Linked DNA regions of Oryctolagus cuniculus: region 2 is linked to region 1. A link is a contact called in public Micro-C data. All regions are on one chromosome and are shown on one strand. Each heading gives the region's core, a stretch centred on a gene start, on an enhancer-like site or on the middle of the called end of the contact. The rest is flanking DNA. Distances are from core to core; before and after follow the strand shown.

Evidence for each region. Hi-C and Micro-C count contacts between places; a contact is called where the count stands out from the background.
Region 2: a Micro-C map of ear pinna shows a contact between it and region 1, with 4 times the contacts expected there. The contact joins the enhancer-like site here to the promoter of CSF1 in region 1. A contact is called at or near these places in 3 of 6 Hi-C or Micro-C datasets (ear pinna, embryonic fibroblasts and an unstated tissue).

What each region holds. Positions count from the first base shown.
Region 1 is chr7:60,426,992-60,433,936 of mOryCun1.1, reverse strand. It overlaps CSF1 (colony stimulating factor 1), which reads left to right and starts at 4,172. Exons shown (of 9, transcript XM_051857408.2): 1 at 4,172-4,380. The coding sequence starts at 4,342. All of the region lies in intron 1 of LOC138850581 (a long non-coding RNA gene), which reads right to left.
Region 2 is chr7:60,523,927-60,530,871 of mOryCun1.1, reverse strand. It overlaps LOC103350101 (a long non-coding RNA gene), which reads left to right. Exons shown (of 3, transcript XR_007923939.2): 3 at 1-1,769. Among named protein-coding and RNA genes, the nearest start is that of EPS8L3, 22 kb to the left of the region's middle. Within about 2 kb of position 3,146, at least 2 of the 8 cell types and tissues checked have an H3K27ac peak or open chromatin away from gene starts, as enhancers often do. A contact at or near this core is called in ear pinna, where this site is marked.

The DNA.
Region 1 (6,945 bases), core at 2,923-5,422:
AGAGCCCAGCCTGGCAGTGGCAGGAGGCTCAGCCCAGGAGACAGCTGTGTCACTGACACAGGCAGGCCTCCTGGCAGCACCGCAGGAGCCCTGAGGCCAGCAGGTGTTGCTGCAGCAGTGGGGCAAGGCCAAGGGGCAGTCTCAACACACATGGTAGTTTTCCAAAGTATCAAATCTTTAAAAAAGTTTGTGGAAACACAGATTTGAAAGATAAGCTTATTTTGGTGCAAATTTTAAATCCACGTACAATTTTTTTTTCATCATACACATTTTCCATGAACTTTTTGGAAGGTCCCTTTAAGGAGCTGGCCAAGCACAACCTCCTCACAGTCGCCCTGAGGGCCAGCAGGCTGGGAGCTAAGGTTCCCATTTACCTGATGGAAAAACTTAGGGGGCCGGCACTGTGGCATAGAGGGTAAAGCTGCTGTCTGCAGTACCGCCATCCCATATGGGTGCTGGTTCACGTCCCGGCTGCTCCTCTTCTGATCCAGCTCTCTGCTATGGCCTGGGAAAGCAATAGAAGATGGCCCAAGTCCTTGGGCCCCTGCACCTGTGTGGGAGACCCAGAGGAAGCTCCTGGCTTCAGATTGGCGCAGCTCTGGCCATTGAAGCCATCTGAGGAGTGAACCAGTGGATGGAAAAAAAAAAAAAAAAACTCAGTTCCACAATCCCTTCTTGATGGCCACCTCACCACCCCGGGAGCTAAGCTCACTTCTAAGAAAAGGAGAGAAGACATGACTGAAAGCATAGCCTGGGGTGCAAAAGACCTGGGTGGGGCAGGATGGGCATTGAGTTGCCCAGGGTCTGTCTCTTGTGCCTCAGTCTGCTTAGCCAGGGGTCTCAGCACACATCAGCCTCCCAGGCCTCCGAGGCTGCTGCCCACCCTGGTGTGCTGCTTAGAGAGCCATGGGGTCACTGTGTGAGAAGAAAGAAAGAAAGGAGGAAAGAAAGAAAAGAGGAAAAGAGCAAGGGGAAAAGCAAGGAGCTCGAGAGAGAAAGGGAGGAGAGGAGGCAGTCAGCCCTCTGTGACAGAAGTCAGTTCCCTAGAAGTCTGAGTGTGTGTGTGTGGGGGGGGGGGGGTTGCCTGTCAAATCACTTCAAGGAAATGACACTTTGACAAGCAGCAGATGAGGCTCTCCTCCCACTTCCCGCCATCCATCTCCACTTCTTTCTCGGTCTCTCTCCTCCTTCCCTGGCAAGCAGGGTCCCTCTCCCTTCTGCCCTTCTCTGGGGTGAGCTGAACACTGCTTTATGAATGAGGCTACATTAGGAAATCATCAAAAGCCCAAATCTTGACTGGCTCCAAATCCCTCTATGTCTCCCCCAGGACCTGGCTCCAGACATGACTCCAGCAGTAGTCAGCGGGGAGACGGCAGCTGACCTGACTCTGGGGAGCACGCTGAGCCCAGATCCTCTGGCTCCTGACAGCCCCACTCCAGGCTCTGCCAATCCACGTGCGACTCTGGGGGAGGTAGCTAAGCTTGGCTGGGTCCATTCATTCCCTTGTGTGAGGCAATATGGGGGGCTGGGCACCCACCTGCCAGCCTGCATGCATGGATATGAAGAGCTAAGCACCCACACACAGATGGACACTATCCTGCTGGCTTGGCACGGGGAGCCAGCTAGGACCAGCCGTCCCAGATCGCCAATCAGCCAGGCAGAGGCAGCCACTCTGTCTTGCCTTCAGCACTGCCAACCTCGACTTCCCCATGGCTGGTGCTCCTGCTTGTCAAGGGTCAGGCAGATCCACGATCTCTCCTTTGAAGGGAACAGATGAGATAGCCAGCCGCAAGGCCCGCTGCAGCCGTGGTTATCATGGCCTTGGCTCAGCTCTCCACTACTGTGCAGGCAGAGCGTCGCCAAGGGCCACAGCCTATGCTTCCAAGGAACTCTTACACCTCAGCACCCAGTCTGCGCTGTCCCTCCCCCTGGGGACTCCCGCGTGTCAGCTCGTGACCTCACAACCACTCCCTGGGGAAGGCTTTATCATTATCATTGCACAAATCAGAAAAAGAGAGGCTCAGAAGGGCTAAGGGATTTGTCTAAAGTGCCTCAGCAACCGAGGGGCTGAGCTGGGTCTGAAAGCTGGTGTCAGCCAAGTTCACAGCACCGCGGTGGTGTGGTTGCTGTAAACGTATAACAGCGGCACTCACTCCTTCAGACTCTGGGCTGACCACTCCCCTGGTACAGCCTCCTTAGAACACCTTGAAGAGAACGAGAAACTCACATCCTGCTTCCTGCACAACAGGGGCGGAGAGTGCGTTGTCCCAAGTAGGCAGCAAATGGCCAGGCAGAGCTGTCAAGACCAAGTAGCTTGGGAGTGGTGGGTTGGGCGTAAAGGAATCCAGTGGAGGGGGACTGAGGACCACAGGGAGGATGCCTGGCCTCTTCCAGGAGCAGAGCTGGCTTCTAAGCCCAGCCTCAGAGAGCCTGCGGCGGAGCTGAGTTGGTAAAGGAGGAGGCCAGTGAACTTGCTTCTCTTCTCACCACGGCTACAGGCTTATCTTTCTCAATTACTTCCCACCCTCTTATCAGTCCCAAGAACTGTGTGTCAACATGTTGTTTTAAGTGATGATTGTACCAGACCGTTTGAAAGAACGTCACCCCTTGACCTTTTCCCTCGGGCTGGCTTCTGGCTCTGTCCTACAGGCTTCGGAAGCTCCTGACTGTCGCAAGCCCACCTCAGCAGCAAGCGTGGCCGGCTGCCCAGCGTCATATGCCCCTGGGTCCAGCACGGGCCCGGTCCCCAGCAGGCACTTAGTGCACCTCTGCTAAATGAATGTGTTATTTTCCAACAGCCTCATTCAGTCCAACCACAATGAACTGCACACCTACTATGTGCTAGCACTAAGCGAACGTGGGAACCATCTGGAGGAAGTCTTAGTCCAGTGTAGGGGCAGAGTATAGTTATCAGTGCCACCTTCGATGCTTTCCAAATATGGAGCAGGAATGGACGACCACCAAGTTCCCAGGGCCACTGTGGAGGAATGAGCCAAGGCCGGTGGAAACGCATGGGAAGAGAAGTCTTTGATTGGCTGGGAGAATCACCCAAGCCTCTACAGGCAGAAGATGCCTTAAGGGCTGAGGATTTTGCCTTAAGCACAAGTGGTGAAAGGAGCCTTCCAAGCAGAGGGCCATTGGAGCAAAGGCCCGCAGGGATCAAACTATTGCTTGGGCTTTAGCAAGGGCTGTGTCAGAGCAAGACACCTCTTGGCAACTGGGTCATACATCCTGTATTTCCCAGGGCGTAGGGGTGGGCGGCCTCACAGAGGGATTGAAGTGCATTGAATGGTAATGAATTAAAGAAAGATAAGACTCCTGAAGTTGTTAGAATTCACAGGCTCCTGGAATCAGACCTCATTGACTAACCACCTCAGCGAGTACATTTCCAAAAGCATCCAGGAAAATCCAAGAGTGCGGGCCGTGCAGGCCTTTACCATCCGAGCTGAGCTTGGTGGCCAGGAGGGAGCATGGGCACTGGCCAACATTCACATCGTCTGCGGTCAAGCGCCTGCAGTGCCTCCTGGCATCTAAAGCAGAGGCTGGCAGCTCTCCGTCACAGGATACAGGTAACTGGCCTTCCTGCCCCCAAAAAAGGAGCCAAGCCAAGAGGCTGGGGGTGCATGGGAAGCCTGGGGCTGCCTGCAAAGCTGCTGTCTCCACGCGGGGCTGCCGCGAGCACCAGGCGGGAGACAGTCTTCAGGTTTGTCCTCCCTCCCAAGTGCCTGTCTCTGCTCTCGGCCAATTTCCTGTTCCGACTAGGGGGTTTTTCCAGGCCTAGAGGGAAAGTCCCTTGGGACAAGCGCTGGAAAAAGAGTAACAGCACCGAATCGGTGTGGAGAGCACAGGAGGAGAGGCTGTGCGCCGAGGGCGCGAGGAAGGGCGGGGTGAGGTGGGCGGCGGAGCCTGCAGAGTGGAGCACAGAAAACAGAAGGCGACCGGGAAGCAAACGAGCGAGCAAGCGAGCGGGGCGACCGGCCGGCGGGCTGGGGGAGGGGAGGCGGCTCAGTGGGCCTTGGGAGTGTGTGTCTGTGTCCGTGTGTGTGTGTGTGTGTGTGTGTGCGCGCGCGCGCGCGCGTGTGTGTCTCTGGCGCCTGTCCAGGCTGATTTCCCATAAACCACATGCCCCACGAGCCCGCCGCTTAAAAGGCTGTGCCGGGGGCTGGCCAGCGACGTTCGGCCCGGGGAAAGTGAAAGTTCGCCTGGGTCCTGTCGGCGCCGCCGCCGCTCTCTACAGCCCGGACAGCTGCGCGGCCCTCGGCCAGGGAGCCCACTCCGCAGCGGCCGGCGAGCGAGCGAGCGAGGGCGGCCGCCGCGCCCGGCCGGGACCCAGCTGCCCGCATGACCGCGCGGGGCGCCGCCGGGCGCTGCCCTCCCACGGTAAGCAGCGGCCGAGGCGCGGAGCCCGGCCGGCCAGGGGCGAGGGCCCCTCGGAGCCCCCAGCCCGGGGCTCAAAGCTGTCCTGGCGCCCTGGCAGCGAGCGCGGGCTCGGATTTCCTGACCGACCCCCTTTGAGCAAGGACCGTGCGAGCCCCCGCCTGCCCTGCAGCTGCTGCCGAAGCTGCAGCGCTTTCCCGGCACAGGGAAGGCTGCCCACCCCATTGCGCGGAGGGGAACGCTGAGCCAGCCACAGGCGGGAGAGAGGGGTTGCAGCCAGGGGCGGAGGCCCCGCGTCAGCCGGGGCGCCTGTCAGCCTGGGCGCCTGGGCGCCGAGCCTGGCGCCTTCCCCACTGGGCACCTTCTTGGGGCCACGCGTGTGCTTCCAGGTCCTGCTGGGGAAGGGGCACTTCTGGATGGAACAGTTCTGGGGTCACCCAGCTTGCAGGGCGTCAGGGCCTGTGCTGGGCAACCTGCTGGCGGAGGGAAGGGCATGGGCAAGCCGCTGCTTGTTCCAGCCCCCAAGCGGGGGCTGCTGGAGTTAGGGCGCAGGCACCAGCGTCTCCTGCTAGCCCTGAGTCCCTTTCTTGCAAACTCAGCTGGGGAGATGCTGAGCTTCAGGTCGGTAGAGGAAGGTGGAAAGGAGTTCGGTTTTGTCGAGCCAGGGCTGCTTAGGAGACCCCTGTCCTGCGATGGCAACAGCTGCTGCAGCGCCTAGAAAGCTGGTGTGGCCCCTGCTCAAGAACAATAAGTGGTCTCCTAATGGGCTGGCTTCTGAGGAGCCCTGCGGATGTGGTGGTGGTGGTGGGGACCTGGGAAAAACAGCAGACAAACACCTAGAGGGCAGAGGGTTGCAGGTGGGTGAGATGGGGAGAGGAGTGGATCTCCAGGGGAGGAAGCACCCGATTGAGGGCACAGGGACAGGGATGGGCTGTTAGCAACAAGGCGAAAATAAGGGGCTGGAAGTGAGAGTTCGAGGAAAGAGAAAGAAAATACAGGAGAGAGAAGGGCGCTGGGGTTAGACGGGAGCAGCCCAAGGGTCCCCCTGAGCCTTTGTTGAAGGCGGAGATGGAGCAGGCTGGTGGCGAATGATGGACAGCTGGGCTGAGCCAGCGTCTCAGCATCTCTCTGATTTTTGCCCAGTGCTGCTCCCACAGGCAGAGGCCCAGACTGGTGGGAGGGAGGAAGAAGGAAGCAGGACAGGAGCCTGCCCAGCCAGATGCAGGCTTGGAGGATTAACCCTTGGGCACCCAGCTGGGTCCTCCCTAGAGGCAGAACTGGGGTTCCAGGTCTAGGGGCAAAGTCAGTCAGCCCCCTGTGTGGTGGCTGTGCAAAGTGCCCCAGCCAGGCCACCCCAGGCGAAGGAAGCGCTGCCTCACCTGGCTGGGCACCACGTGCTTGAGGGGAGGCTGTCTTCTCTCATCCCCTTCTGTGGCGGGCTCTTGTGTAACGTTCACACCAGGGGCTCGGAGTCTCACCAGCAGGCAGCCTGGGGCCCAGACACCTTCTGTGTGGCCAGTTCCCTCCAACAGGTTCCCACCCCGGGTTTCCTGATGGTCTGGGCAGCTGCTCCCACCCAAGGCTACCTCCCCGATTGTCCCAGAGCCTGAGGTCCCTGCTTCCCCGTGACTGTCCTCCTGCTCTTTGACAGTCTCTGTCCCCCAGGCCAGGCCAGACCCCTCACAGTCCCCGTGCTGAATGGCACTGGGCCATGGTGTGCCCCCTTCGTCCCCTGCCATCAATGTCTGCCTCCCCAGCTTCTAGGGCCTCAGCGGGGCCCCTCCTTCCCACCCTCTGCCCGCCATTCGTGCAGAGCTGCCCCGCCTCTGTGGTGAGAGCTGGCAAGCATCCGGGCTTTGGTTAGGTGTAAATCAGCATGCTGTTGTTGATTTGCATAGCTTTCCCAGTGTGTTCCTTAGGTGCAGTGTTTGTCTCATCATCTGCATCTCTGAGGCCAAGCCCAGAGCCCAGGAAAGTGCCAGCCCGCAACCCACAAGCATCAGCCGCCAAGAGGCCCAGGAGCGCCCAAGAGGCAACCTCTAGCTGAAGAAAGCAAGTGCAGGGCTTTGCTGCTGCCAGCCTAGGATGGGGAGACCTAGCACCAGGGAGAGGGATGAGGGGACGCTGGTGAGGAGGAAGGAAGGGAAAAGACAAAGCATCAGGACCCGGTGCCGTCACTCTGGGACGGAGCACCTGCTGGGCCAGGTGGGTGCTCAGAGTGGGAGCAAACTTCTCTGCCACTCTAGGAGCTGGCTGACTGCAGAGGCTGCTGGGACTCCCCCAGGAAGACGCCCAGCAGGGATGGCTCAGAGCTAGTGCTGCTGCCTCTGATTCATCAGCTGGGCTCCAAGAGGTCTCTGGCATGGGATGAGTTCCCAGTGAAACTGAGTTTGGTCCCCTGGTTCGTCTAGTGGCAGAGCCAGATCTGTGTGGAGCCAGGTGGGAGGAAGGGCTAGGCCCCGGGGGTACTTGTGTCTGGCTTGCGTGCAGAAGCCGGTGCATGAACGTGAACTTGAGGGCAGCGCAGAAGCTGCCTGGCTCAGTGCTGATGCTGCAGGCTGCCTTGGG
Region 2 (6,945 bases), core at 1,897-4,396, 98 kb before region 1:
CGGGAGACAGAGGGCTGGGACCTCTGCTGACCCCAGGATGCCCCTCCCTGGCCTGGGGCTCTAGCGGGGAGAAAAATGCCCTAACCTCTTCCCATCAGTGCCCTGCAGCCTCTTGGGCTGGCTTCGTGGGCCTAAGGGCTTAATCTTGTCCACTGCATTCTTGTTCTAAAGGAAACGGATCTTCTGTCCAGTTGCATGGCACTGAGGCTGAGAGGCGACATAGCCAGTGCAAGGCCCCAAGGCAGGCAGACCAGGGCCTGTCCCCTGGAAGTGTGTCTGGGTGGCCAGTGACCGACCCTGCTGTGCCTGAGCTATTTCTCTAAAATAGGGCCAGGAAGCTGCAGACATAAAGACACTGCCCGACTCTTGCTTTCACTGCCCCGTGTTATCTCACTGACGTTGTTAGCCTGGCCTGGGGCCCGGATGCAGCCTCTGAGCAGGGAGAGAGTAAGAACTGGCCCTTCATCCAAGCGTTGACTTTGTTCTGCAGGAGGACAGTCTGGCTTCACAGCCAACTGTATCTGGACAATGAATTTGAATGATGTGGCCATGCACAGTGTGACTCCATGGCAACAAGCTCCCATTTCCTCCATCCTGGTCCCCATCAGCCAGATTCAGGGGACCTCTGTCCTGACATCTGGGACATGGCATGGAAGACCGTGGCTTTGGAGTGCAGGCTCACGGCTGCTGAGCTGCGGGCCGCTTCCGCATCTGTGAGTGGGGGCCTGGCCGCACCCAGCCCAGGGGCTGCTGCGAGGCCTGAGGCCTGGCAGGTGTGGAGTCCAATGGCTCAGACCCTCTGCTCCCACTCCCGCCCCTCCGCCCACCTGAGCTGAGGCTGATTGGTTCTCATCTGTGACGTTTGACAGTCAGTCTCTGCCACTTGCTCTGCCTGGGGCTCTCTGGCTCCATAACGGATTTAGTGGCCTGGGTCCAAGGAGTAAACTTAGGCCAGGAACGGAGGACACGGCTGTTTTGGTGGGAGAAGGATCTGGAAAGGTCTGGAATGAGACGGAGGTGTCTGATTGGGTGCATCGAAGGAGGTGCTCGGAGGTAGTCCCTGGAGGACGTGTGTGCCTGTCTGCAGGGTGACATCAATCCTGTGTGTGTATGTGTGTGTGTGTGGTAGTGAGATGGAATCCCACTACCACACTTGTCCCATTTGCTCATTTTTCTAGAGGGGCCTGATTGGAGCAGCATCTGCCGTGTGTGTGGGGGGGGCACACACTGAACACGTGTGTGTATGTGTGTATGCATGTTGACATAGATGTGAAGAAATGCAGCCCTTAATAGGGTCATAAAACCTAAAACCAAGACTCCTACAAGTATCTGGGCCTGTTAGGGGATTTTTTTTTTATCTCTGGCCATTCATGAAATCAAGGGCTTCTATTTAGTTATTCCTTCAAGGAAAATGCTGAGTGGGCCTAGAAGACCCTGTGCAGGCACTGATATGGGCTAGGCAGGGAGTTGAGACTGCTACCATTCCCTTCCGCACAAGTCCCTCCTGCTAAAATCCCAATGCTTCCAGGTCATTCCAACATGGCGGCAGCCTCGGCTCGTCCATCACGCATAATATGGAAACTCCATGAAACCTTCCCAGAGATCACCGAGTACACTGAAGCCCCGCCCAGACTCCACCTGCTTTATGGGGCCACCCGGTAAAGAGACAGTCGGAAGTTACCGGTGCGGCCGCTGGGAGGAAGGCTGCCCAGTCGCTTGGGAGTGCGGAGTACCGCCTTAATCCCTTTAAATAAACCCTGCTCTCGTTCTCGCACCTTCTCTATGTCTTATGTCACACCGAGCCAGGAACTGGGCGTAAATCCAGTTGGGGAAAGCCCGGTTTCCCAGAGAAACAGTACCAGAGTTAAAAGGAAAACAGGCCCCTTGAACCCCAAAGCCCCGTGGGTCAGGGCAGATGCAGGAGCCTGCACTTGCCTGGCTGTGGAGGTCCCGCCAGAGGCCGCTGGCCACGGCAGCAGAGATGAAACTCCACCGCCAAAGGAGCCTTGAGCCTTTGTGGAAGCCCACGTGAGCATCAGTGTGGGCCACACGTTGGGGACAGGCACCAGGCGCTGTGGTCCAGCCTGTGCAAGGGTGTGGCAGGGCAGAGGCGCCTGGAGAGCGTGGTGCAGTGTGGTGTGGCCAGTACTTGGGGACAAGGACAGCGGGTGAAAGGCCACCACAAAACACACCAGATGCCAGAGTTAGAGGAAAGTTTATGATTGGGTGGGGGAAACCGACAGGCCAGAGGGAGAGAGAGCGAGCGAGGGGGCACACGTGTGGGAAGCAGGTCCCATTATAGCTTTGCAGGGGTAGGGAAGTGAGAGCAATGAATCCTATTAGGGTAGGTAGGGGTGGAGCTTGTGGTTTGGCCAACGTTTGTGGTTGGGCCATTTGGTCACCTGGCTACTGGCAAGCCAGGCTGGTCTTAGGACAGAAGCTTACTGTGCAAGATGGCAATGGGGGCCAGAGCCTGAGATGGTGCCCGGGCACAGATGGCACCATTTTACCAACTGGGGACAAACCAGGTGGAGACGTTCACCCTGTAGGTTAAGTCACCGAGGCCTTGGGGCTGGCTGAGGAATTTGGGCTGTAGTCTGTGGCGGGGGTCCCAAGCCCAAGTATCTGCAGGGACAGGGTGGGAGGTGAGGGAGTGAAGACGCTGGTGAGGGAAGACAAGGCCCTGGGAGGCAGGCGGCAGGGCAGACCCGGCGTGAGTCTTCAGAGAACCTGGGCACCTGGCATCTTAGGTGGCACTTGTATTTTTAAGCGTTAGCAGTTAATTCAAGTTGTACATGGAACACAACAAAACAGCCCAGGCCAAACAGAGAAGGCTTGTGACCTGGGCACAGGCTGCTGGTGTGTGACTTCTGGGGGGGCACCAGCCAGCTCCTGGTGGAGGTGCCTGTGTCGGAATTTGCTCCCTGTGGCAGCATTCTGCAGATGGCTGTGAGGGGCGCCGGGGTCGAGAGAGGCAGAGAAACCCCAGGTAAGCAGCTGGTAGAAACACCTCATTCTTGTGTGTTCACCTAATAAGTATTTACTGAGTACGAGCTGCGAGTCAGGTACTATTCTAGGCAGGTGCTGTTGAGACAAGCTCAGCCGCACTGTTCCCAGCCCCAGGCCAAGGGCCGGGCTAGCCCTGCCCTCCCCCGCAGGCATCCTGTCCCCTCTCCCAGGCCAGCCTCCTGCCGCCCAGCACAGCCTCTTCTCTGGATCGTGCCACCCCCCCACCCCCCCACCCCGGCCCTGTCACATCCTCTCCTCTCCTCCTCCGGAGTTAACATCCCTCCGCTCAGCCCTGCCCCTGCCCGTTCCTCCTGCGCTGCCTGCGTGCAGGCAGGAGCTGAGCTCCTAGCGCCTGCTCAGCTCTCCTGGCTGTGGACCCAAGCCAACGCTCAGGTGTTCACACAGCTGGCTGAGCACCCAGCCCCGGCTTGTGCCAGCCCAGGAGCCCCAGCCTCAAGGTGCTCCCAATAGAAGGAGCAAGCCCTGTGTGCCACCGACAGCAAGACCACTCAAGGCCCAAAGGACGGTCCTCAGGAGCCAGGGACTCCCGGTTCCCTCCGCTGGACTCTTAACCTCTTGGTCTCACAGAAGCCTCACTGCAGCCTACGGGGTGCAGCCCTGCTGTTGTTGTGGTTCCCAGAGGAGAATATCGGGGCTCAGAGACTTCACCGCTGTCCGTTTCTGCGTTGGTTTGACCCCAGGGTGGCGACTTGCAAAGCCTACTTTCTTTGTGGGGGAGGGAAGCTCCCTTGGGTTTGGGGGCCCCAGCCTGAAATGGTGGTGGTGGTGAAGATCCCAGTCCCTTCCTTCTGTTCTTTTCTTACTTTTTTCCCCCTTTTTTGATGCATGACCATCTCAAGGGCAGGGCGTGAGAAGGGGGGTGCTGTGGGTCCCTGACTGGACTCTCTCCAGCATAAGGCGTGCTGATCATTCTGCGTCCAGATAGAACGTAGCTGCCGGGGCGGGGCTGGCACCCAAGCCTCTCCTGGTCTCTGATGCTCTCTCCCTCCCCCTCCGCCTTCCCCTCCCACTCCCCCTCCAACTCCTCCGTCCCTCTCCTTCTCTCTCCCTCTCTTTTTACTGTTTTGGACAAGTAGGGATTAGGAGCGGGCTCTGTTAACTGGCCTGTGACCTTGACTCTGGGCTTGTATAATGGGCCTAAGTGCTGACTACCCCTTAGGGAGCTAGTGGAGATGAAACAGTTGAAGATCACAGAAGGAAAGTGCTTGAACGGCTCATTCAGTCCACCAGTGTTTGTGGAGCCTGTGCTCTGTGGCAGGCCCTGGGCTGGCTTTTAGGGGTATAGTCCTGAGGAAGACAGACCCACAGTCTAGAGGGACGAGGCTGGCCCCATGTAGCTAGAGGGACACCGAGAACCAAGCGCGTCGTGTCGGTCAGGCTGGTTACTGGGGAATGGGCGTGGGGTCAGGAGCTGGCCTGCAGAAATAGGATTTAGGCTTAAGGACGAAGCTCGGCCTACACAGAGCAGGCAAGGGGACCCCGTGTGAACCAAGCCCTGGGCAAGGGGCCCAGCCCAAAACTCTCCTGGGGAGGCGGTGGCGGGGGGTGGGGAGCAGACGGGCTGGGAGGGGCAACAGCCTTGCCGAAGGGAGCCTCAGAGGGTTTGGTGTGAGCCACTTGGGGACTTCGTGCCTCGGTCTGGGTCCCTACAGCTTTTTCTTGTCCCCTTTGTCCTCTGTCTACTCTCCAAGGCCAGACAGGGGCCCTGCAGGGCGGGCCCAGCCCCTCCGGTTTCCGGGGCCAGGGCAGCTGATTGAAAGCAGATGCCTGCCCCTGGTGGGGCCCTGGCCGGGGTGGCGAGGCCGTGGTAGGCCTGGCTCCCCAGTGCCGACCTCAGAGCTGCACCGCTGGCATGTCCTGGCCGCAGACTCTCTGTCAGCAAAGCCGCATCCATCCTGCCGAGGGTCGGTCACTGTGGCTGCCCACACCCCCAGCCAGCGATCTGCCTGCCACGGTGAGAAACCTCCTGTAGTCCCGGGCCTGGAGCCCCAGCTGGGGGAGGGACGGATGCCAGCTAGGTTCTTGGAAAGGTCCCGGGCTGGGAGCGACTCGGTCACTTGTCCCTGGTTCCTTGGCACACCTGTGCCAGCCCTGGGCCCAGGGAGGCTGCCATCATCCCGCTGGCCACACGCTGGGCTCTGCGCTCGGTGCCTTGCTTCCTTCTAATCCACTTAATCCTCACTGACAGCACTGTGAGGTCCACCTGCACGGCACGCGTGACTGAGGCTGGGAGGTGCAGAACTGACTCCTGGACCCGGATGCTTGGGCTCCGCTGCAGCAGGGGGGCTGCTGCTCCTGCCCCTGGCACGCGCTCCCCGTGCCTGCTGCTCTCAGGGATCCCACGCCTGCTCCAGGCTGCCCGTGTCCCAAAGGCCCTCCTTGAGGCCTGTGGCTGGGCCCAGGGAGCCAGGATGGGCCCAGAGGGTGCTGGGGCAAGGGGAGCCTGAGCCCTGGACCCTGGCGAGGACAGCATGCTTACTGTCCACTTGGCTTGGACCATGGGAAGTTACAGTTTCAACGGCTGTTGCTTGCTGTCTCCAGGGACTGGTTCCCTCACACCGTCCCCTTTTGGGGCTGCTGCTCCCACTAGACCCTGCGTTCACACTCCCCCACCCCCACTGAGCACGTGGAGGCATCCAGCAGTCAACAGGGGTCTCCCAGAGACAGCTGCTGTGTCTTCCGCAACCCTGGTGCCCCTCTCCTGATGCGCCTCACTCTCTGTGCCTGGAAGAACGGCCTCTCTCCCCTGGCCTGCTTTCCTGGTCGGTTTCTCCCTCTTCTGCCCACCCCAGCACCTCTGGCTGACCCCCACCCCTTCAGAGAGCTCTTCGTTCATCTGTCAGCCACTCAACAAGCATTCCCTGCGTCCAGACGCGGGCTGGCTGACAGCTCAGGCTCTGGAGCCAGATGCCTGGGGACACAGACACACAGCGCACTCGGCCGTCTGTTTCTGGGAGCTCCCATCTGGTGGCCTTGGGCCTGGATGAGGAAAAGCAAAGACTCCACCTCCCGATCCTGGCCTCAGCTTTGCCCTCTCCTTGCTGTCTGAGCGCTGAGAAGGAAGGATGGCAGGGGGCGCCCCTGAGACCACACTGCCTCTCATTTTCCCTCGGTTCTGCGAGAGCCGCCTTGATGGTTCCTGTTCCGGGGCAGGGGAAGGGGCTCTGCGGGAGCCCTCGGGGGGGGGGGGGCGGCAGGGGCCTGTGGCTTCCTGGGAACCTTCAGATGCACAGGAATGAGAGGCTGCTTACGTTTTCAGATCTGGAAAGGAGAAGTAGCCCCAACCCCAGCGTGGATCCTGGGGAAGCAAAAGGGACTCAAGCTTTGGTCCAGTCTGGGAGGGGTGGACCCAGGAGCCCCAGCTGCCTGGCCCTGGGAGAATGGCTGCATACAGCACACACAGGCCCCCGGGGCTGTGGGCCGTCGCCTCGGGAGCAGAGCTGAGCAGGTGGTCACCGCCAGTCGCCCCTGGTCACCATTGGATCAGCACCCCCAGAGAACTGTGGCCTGCCCTGTGCTCTGGCTGGCACGGGGCCAGCTTCCTCCTCCTGGCCCCACGCTGTCCCCTGCAGTGGGAACGGATCAGCTTTCCAATTCTCCTGGCCGAGGTGCAGAAGTTGGGCCCTCCGCCTCCCTCTTTCTGACACACAGGACCTGAGGGTTCTTGGGCAATTCCAAGGGAGAGGAAGCTTCGAGAGGAAGGTACAGTCGTTCAAGCACAGACGCTGCCCTGTGGACGATGGGCAGAGAGCCCGAGAAGCCCATGGTGAGTTGAGTAGCCTGAGTGGACGTGCACACAGCATACCTGACCTGCTGAGCACCGCAGCACACAGTCAAGTGGCAGTGGCTGGCCCTCGTGCCGGTGGGGCTGACCAGCAGCTCCTACCCAGCGTCAGGGCAGAGCACCATCGTGCG